2 separate regions of the Triticum aestivum genome follow, and region 1 is linked to region 2. The links are chromatin contacts, called in public Hi-C maps. All regions are on one chromosome and are shown on one strand. The core of a region is the stretch at or near the end of the contact, and the rest is flanking DNA. Distances in the headings are between cores, read along the strand shown. Region 1 holds the start of LOC123087480 (probable cytokinin riboside 5'-monophosphate phosphoribohydrolase LOGL5). Region 2 overlaps LOC123087479 (protein EXPORTIN 1A).

Region 1 (2,700 bases), core at 68-2,567, 120 kb after region 2:
AATCAGCATCTATCCCCAGAAATGGCAACAAAAGATACCACATACTGTACTAGCAAAAGCCAAAGCAGGCAAGAACACACGCATTCATATACAAGTCACAGAGTAATCATCAATTGATCAATATACTAAGTAGTCTATGTCCACAAAAAGTTCATGATATCAGTATGAATACGCGTACGGTTTGTTGGATGAATATATCATCTGATGTAGTATATAAATGTATGTCAATCTTAATTGTGTAGTTTACAAGGCAAGGCTAGCTAGCTAGCGTGAGATGTCTGGCTTGGATGGTGAGCAGGTCCTGGTGTCCACGGACGACTCCCAGCTGAGCTTGACGGAGGAGGCGTCGTGGTGTGCCGGCACGTACTCCTCCAGCGCGGCGAGCAGCTCACCGGGCGTGGGCGCCGCCACGATGATCTTCCGCGCCGCCGGCGCCACGAACCCCTCCTCCACCGCCCTGTCGATGAACGCCAGCAGCGAGTCGTAGTACCCGTCCACGTTCAACAATCCCACCTGCAGTTCAACAAAATTCATTCACCTCGATCAAACTCATCACAAAATCCAACAAAAATATCACAAATTTGCACAAAACTATAGAGAAAATTATGTTCTTTGCGAGTTCATAGGGTGAGGTGTGAGGCCACTAACCGGCTTGTCGTGGATGCCGAGCTGCGCCCAGGTGATGACCTCCAGCAGCTCCTCCAGCGTGCCGTGGCCGCCAGGGAGCGCCACGAAGGCGTCGGCGCGGCGGGCCATCTCAGCCTTGCGCTGGTGCATGCCGGACACCGCCTTCACCTCCTCCCCGCCGGGCGTCTCGCCGATCAGCTCCCGCGGCAGAACCGACCGGGGCACCACGCCCGTGACGCGCCCGCCGCCGCCGTGCACGGCGCGGGACACCAGGCCCATGAGACCCACGCTGCCTCCGCCGTACACGAGGTCGATGCCGCGCTCTACCAGCTGCTGCCCGAGCTGCACCGCTGCCGCCTGGTACGCCGCCTTCCTCCCTGCGCTGCTCCCACAGAACACGCAGACCCGCCTGAACCGCGACGGCAGCTTCTTGTCGCTCGCCGGCGCTGTCTTTGGCATAACCAGCGCAGCCGTCGTAGACGTCGGCGCCTCCATGGGATCTCTATCCATCGATCGCCTTGACTTTGCCGGCAGCTGCGCGCACGTACTAGCTATGCAGGTAGAATCTAGGTGGGCGGAAGGGGAGGGAAGCAAAAGGTAGCTAAGGTGCGGTGCGTATATATAGGCTGGTCTAGGTTGGTCGTCTTCCTCCTCCTAGTTGCTTGGATGTTGGTATAATAAACCTGCCTGCCAGCCCAACATAATTTTTTGTTGCTAATTAGTAGTTAAGCTGTAGCTAGTGGCCAGAGAGGATTCTTGGCAATCTCCTGTCTTGTCTCACTCTGCCTTAGCACTAGTATTTGATTAATATTCTGGCTATGGTAGCTAGCTAGCTAGTTCAGAATTAGTACTACAACAGAGCTACTTGATTAATTAGTTATTTTTTTCTGCTGTCCGTTAACCAATATAAGTAATAGTAAATTCGAATAATTCTCGTTCCTTCTCCTTTCCTCGGTACTGTTTGGGAGAGGCGAAAACAAAAGCAGCTCAGGCCCGGCCCGATCCCGGATCTTCGCCGCCGGCGACGCCGGTTGGAGAGGTGATGGGGGAGGTGCGCGGTGCTCTATAGTATCTAGTAGGTGTAGTTCTAGTTTTTCCTTAGAGGAGTTTGGCCTAGTGCCGGAGATTGGCGTCATGCCGATGAGGATTTTGCTGTCGGCGCGCCCGAGCCGCGTTCGGTGGTTCCTGGCGATGCTCTTGTTGGTGGTGGCGGTTGGCTCGCTGCTGCTGGAAGCAGGCGCGCTGGAATCCTCGGAAATAAGCTCGATGTCTCCCCTGGTATGCAGGAATCCCCTTCGCTTGCTCTCGCCGACGGCAGTCACCATGGTGGTGGTCAAGTCGACAGGGACTGGTATGAAGACTGTTCTTGCGACCGGTTCCAGAGCAAATCATCGATGGTGCTTGAGCTTTGGCGCTCCCGGCGGACAGCCGGCTTGCAGCGCCGCCGCGCCACCGAATCCTCTGGCCGAAGGGCGGCCAAACCTCTTCCTCCTAGCCTTGAAGCTATATGGGAGGCAGTGCTACTCTAGATCGATGTTCATGGCTTGCTGCGGTGAAGAACTCGTCGGACCAAGTGGTGATGTCCCCGGAGCCGGCGAGTTTGGAGTCGATCGGGAGTGGCTTGGACCTGATTGCGTTCCTCTTCAGATCTTTGGGGTCCTTTCTGCATATTTCAGGGACTGCTTTGTAATTTTCAGTTTGTTGTGTGTCCTGTTGTTCTGGCTTGTACTACGGTATTGTAATATCAAATAAAGTCTGGGGTCCTTTTGGACCCTGCCCTTGTTCAAAAAAAAAAAAAAGTAATAGTAAATTCACAATAACATACTGTTGTATGTCTACCTACCCAAGCGTGTTTGTGTAGTGCAATTAAGGCCCAGTTCTTTTCGCGCAGAATTCCGCAGAATCAAAATTCTGCAAAATGCTCCCAGAATATGCCGTCGAGTTCATTTTTGAGATTACAGTTTAAGATTCTAGAAAGAGTTGTGTGCCGAGAATCTGCCGCCGCGGTTTGAGATGGGCTGCACTGGGAATCCGGACCGGCGGCAGCGAGGACCGGGCCGGCGGCGGCAAGGT
Region 2 (2,767 bases), core at 71-2,570:
CATGACGGCAGCTGAGGTATGATCATCCTAATATAGAGCTATACTGTCATTGACTTGGTGCCATTATGAACCTGGCAAATTTTCTTGCGCAGGTGACCAAGTTTGTTGATGGGCTCCTTGGTTCGAGACATGACCTCCCAAGCTTCAAAAACCATATTAGGGACTTCCTGGTGCAATCAAAGGAGTTCTCAGCCCAGGTAAATTTCGTTATGCCATCATAAGGTTGATGACAATCCTATACTGCTTTGGTAACAAGTTCTTTGTGCAAGCTCCTCTTCTGATGGTTTAACTGTGGCTGGCTTATTTAGGATAACAAGGATCTGTATGCGGAAGAGGCTGCGGTACAAAGAGAAAAGGAAAGGCAACGGATGCTTGCCATCCCAGGGCTGATTGCCCCAAGCGAATTGCAAGATGAGATGGTAGACTCATAGTGCTCTGTGATTGTGCACTGCATTGCTAATCCAGTTTGATGGTCGATTAGGCCTCCAGAGGCCTCCATGTCCCGGAGCCTGAGTTTTCTTCCAGGGTGGTGGTGGTGGTGAAAGGAGGGTGATGCCTGCTGTAATTTTATTTCCGGTTTGGCGATTCCAAGATTTGTGCTGCTAGTTGATGATAGGGGAGAATTTTGCCGCAAGAGGTGCTCGGGTGAGCCTTGCGGGCTGTTTGGTTGGCTAGATGGATGTGTTTTAGTGCTCGGTGAAACATTTTGTGCGTGTGCTGAGCATGATATAGTATGGATGTTGATCCTTAATTGTTAGTTTAGTCTATAGATTTGATGACTGTATTATGATGGTGATGATGTATCAAGTGACTGAATTTGGTCCGGGCTGAGCTGGTAGGAAAGCTGATAATCCTCCTAGTGCTTGTTTATGTGAAATATGTTTCTTCTGAATTTTGTGAGCTTTCTTGGGTTGCATCTTATCTGTTTTGCATCTTGTTTATGTGAAATCATCAAGTTTCTTAGTTTGAGTTGTTACAAATTATTGAGTTTTGTTTTTGATCTAAATAAATTATGGAATTACCATATATTGCATCAACTTACATGCAACTGCTTGGCGGCGAGCGATGCAAGTAAATATTTGATGTGGTAGTGAGTTTTGCTATCCACGTGAATGTTGATTAGTTTGTAGGTGGTGCGGTGCTGTGCTGACGGACGGAAGGGGTGGTGTGCAGTCTCTCTCGGTCCAAAGACTCAATTTTCACGAGCAAAGCAAACATCTCTCTTTCCTCGGTTTGTTGGTCTTTATGTGGACTAGTCCAGACCCCACACATGTATCTATCTATCATCTGCGTAGTGTGGGGAAAGTCCCATTCACCATAAAGCAGCGGTGCAGTTGCTGTGAGCGGCTTTGCTACGCCCGTTGCTGGACAAGAGGCCATCTCTCTTTCTAGTAGGTAAGGCCAACTCCACTGCACGACCCCATCCTATTCGCGCGCGTCCGTTTAAGATAAAACGGACAAATCAGACGGCCCAGACAGGTCTGATATAGCTTTTTCCTCCTCAATAATGGTTCATTTTGTTGGCTCAAACTGAAGCATGAAAAGGATGCAAACAAAATGAGGACGCGTCCGGACTTTGCATATATAGGTTACACACATTCAGTATTAGTACATTCACATAAAAACACGTCAGTAAATAGTAAATCATACAGTAGTATATAAGATAAAATCTATGCGTAGTGATGAGATCCGTCACAGCAAACGCACGCACGTGGTGCTCTGCTATTGCTCCAGCAGGCTGTACTGTATTCTACAGTATTTTTTTTTAGCATAAGTACAGACACAAGCGCTTATATACACGCGCATATACTCATCCCTATGAACGCACACACATATATCCTACTCCTATGTGCATCTTCGAGAGACTGAACCGGCATATCATCTTAAGATTTAGGAAGTCACCGTAGGCGCCTCGTCGTCGACGGAAACATCACCTCTCACTGAAAACACATCGCCGAAAATCCTGAAATAAATCTAGAAATAATGCGAGCACCAGAATTTGAACTCTGATGGATTGTAATACCACTGTCCACCTAGTCCTTAGCGCGGTTATTAAATAGTAGTAAGGCAAGTTGGCCATCTCAAGTTCTGCACGTCCATTTCAGGGAGCTACCCGCTCTCTCGACTTGATCTCAATAATAAAGATGCATCTCGACGATCCGAGTATATTCATGTTCCCATGCGGCCATGCGTCCCAGGAAATTGCACCTACACCCGATTAAAGTATATGGATCCACCCATCCATCAATGCATGTTCTAACTTTTTTTTTGGCGCAAAAATGCATGTTCTCACTTGTGGCCGATTCCTTCAACCCATGCAATTTCACGGGTGGAAATATCTCCGTTTCCACTAATCAACCTGCTGGTGTAACGATTGACCCCTTATGTTTTGGAGTTTGTTGACATAAAACAATGTGGGACTTATGTGTTTGTTAGTGCACACAGAGTAACAGGTCCCTGGAATCAAGAGGAGTTTTCATTCAAACGCCAAAGATAATTCCCCTGCGTAGCAGTGAAGATTATCCCCGAAGATTATGATAACAAGAGTGACCCCTCACAATTGCTGACATGGAGCAATTGGTTCGGTGCACGCCTGAAGGAAGTGACTGCGACCGAGGAGATTGAAGACGAAGTGAAGACGTAGCATTTCTTCCGTTGTTTCTCTTCTCTTTATTGAGTCACAGAACCACCATACTATTAAGAGGGGTGTAACAGTCGAAACTTTGATTCTCTGATGCTAAACCCAAATCCTATGAAAGTCGCGAGA

The links. A called contact is a pair of places that touch in the nucleus more often than the background predicts.
Region 1: a Hi-C map of leaf shows a contact between it and region 2, with 3 times the contacts expected there. The contact joins the promoter of LOC123087480 here to the enhancer-like site in region 2. A contact is called at or near these places in 4 of 5 Hi-C or Micro-C datasets (leaf and an unstated tissue).

The regions. Positions count from the first base shown.
Region 1 is chr4A:606,073,197-606,075,896 of IWGSC CS RefSeq v2.1, forward strand. It overlaps LOC123087480 (probable cytokinin riboside 5'-monophosphate phosphoribohydrolase LOGL5), which reads right to left and starts at 1,318. Exons shown (of 2, transcript XM_044509496.1): 1 at 649-1,318; 2 at 23-513. The coding sequence starts at 1,137. The coding sequence ends at 265.
Region 2 is chr4A:605,953,746-605,956,512 of IWGSC CS RefSeq v2.1, forward strand. It overlaps LOC123087479 (protein EXPORTIN 1A), which reads left to right. Exons shown (of 31, transcript XM_044509495.1): 29 at 1-16; 30 at 93-197; 31 at 309-892. The coding sequence ends at 431. Among protein-coding and RNA genes, the nearest start is that of LOC123087479, 11 kb to the left of the region's middle. Within about 2 kb of position 1,321, at least 6 of the 8 cell types and tissues checked have an H3K27ac peak or open chromatin away from gene starts, as enhancers often do. A contact at or near this core is called in leaf, where this site is marked.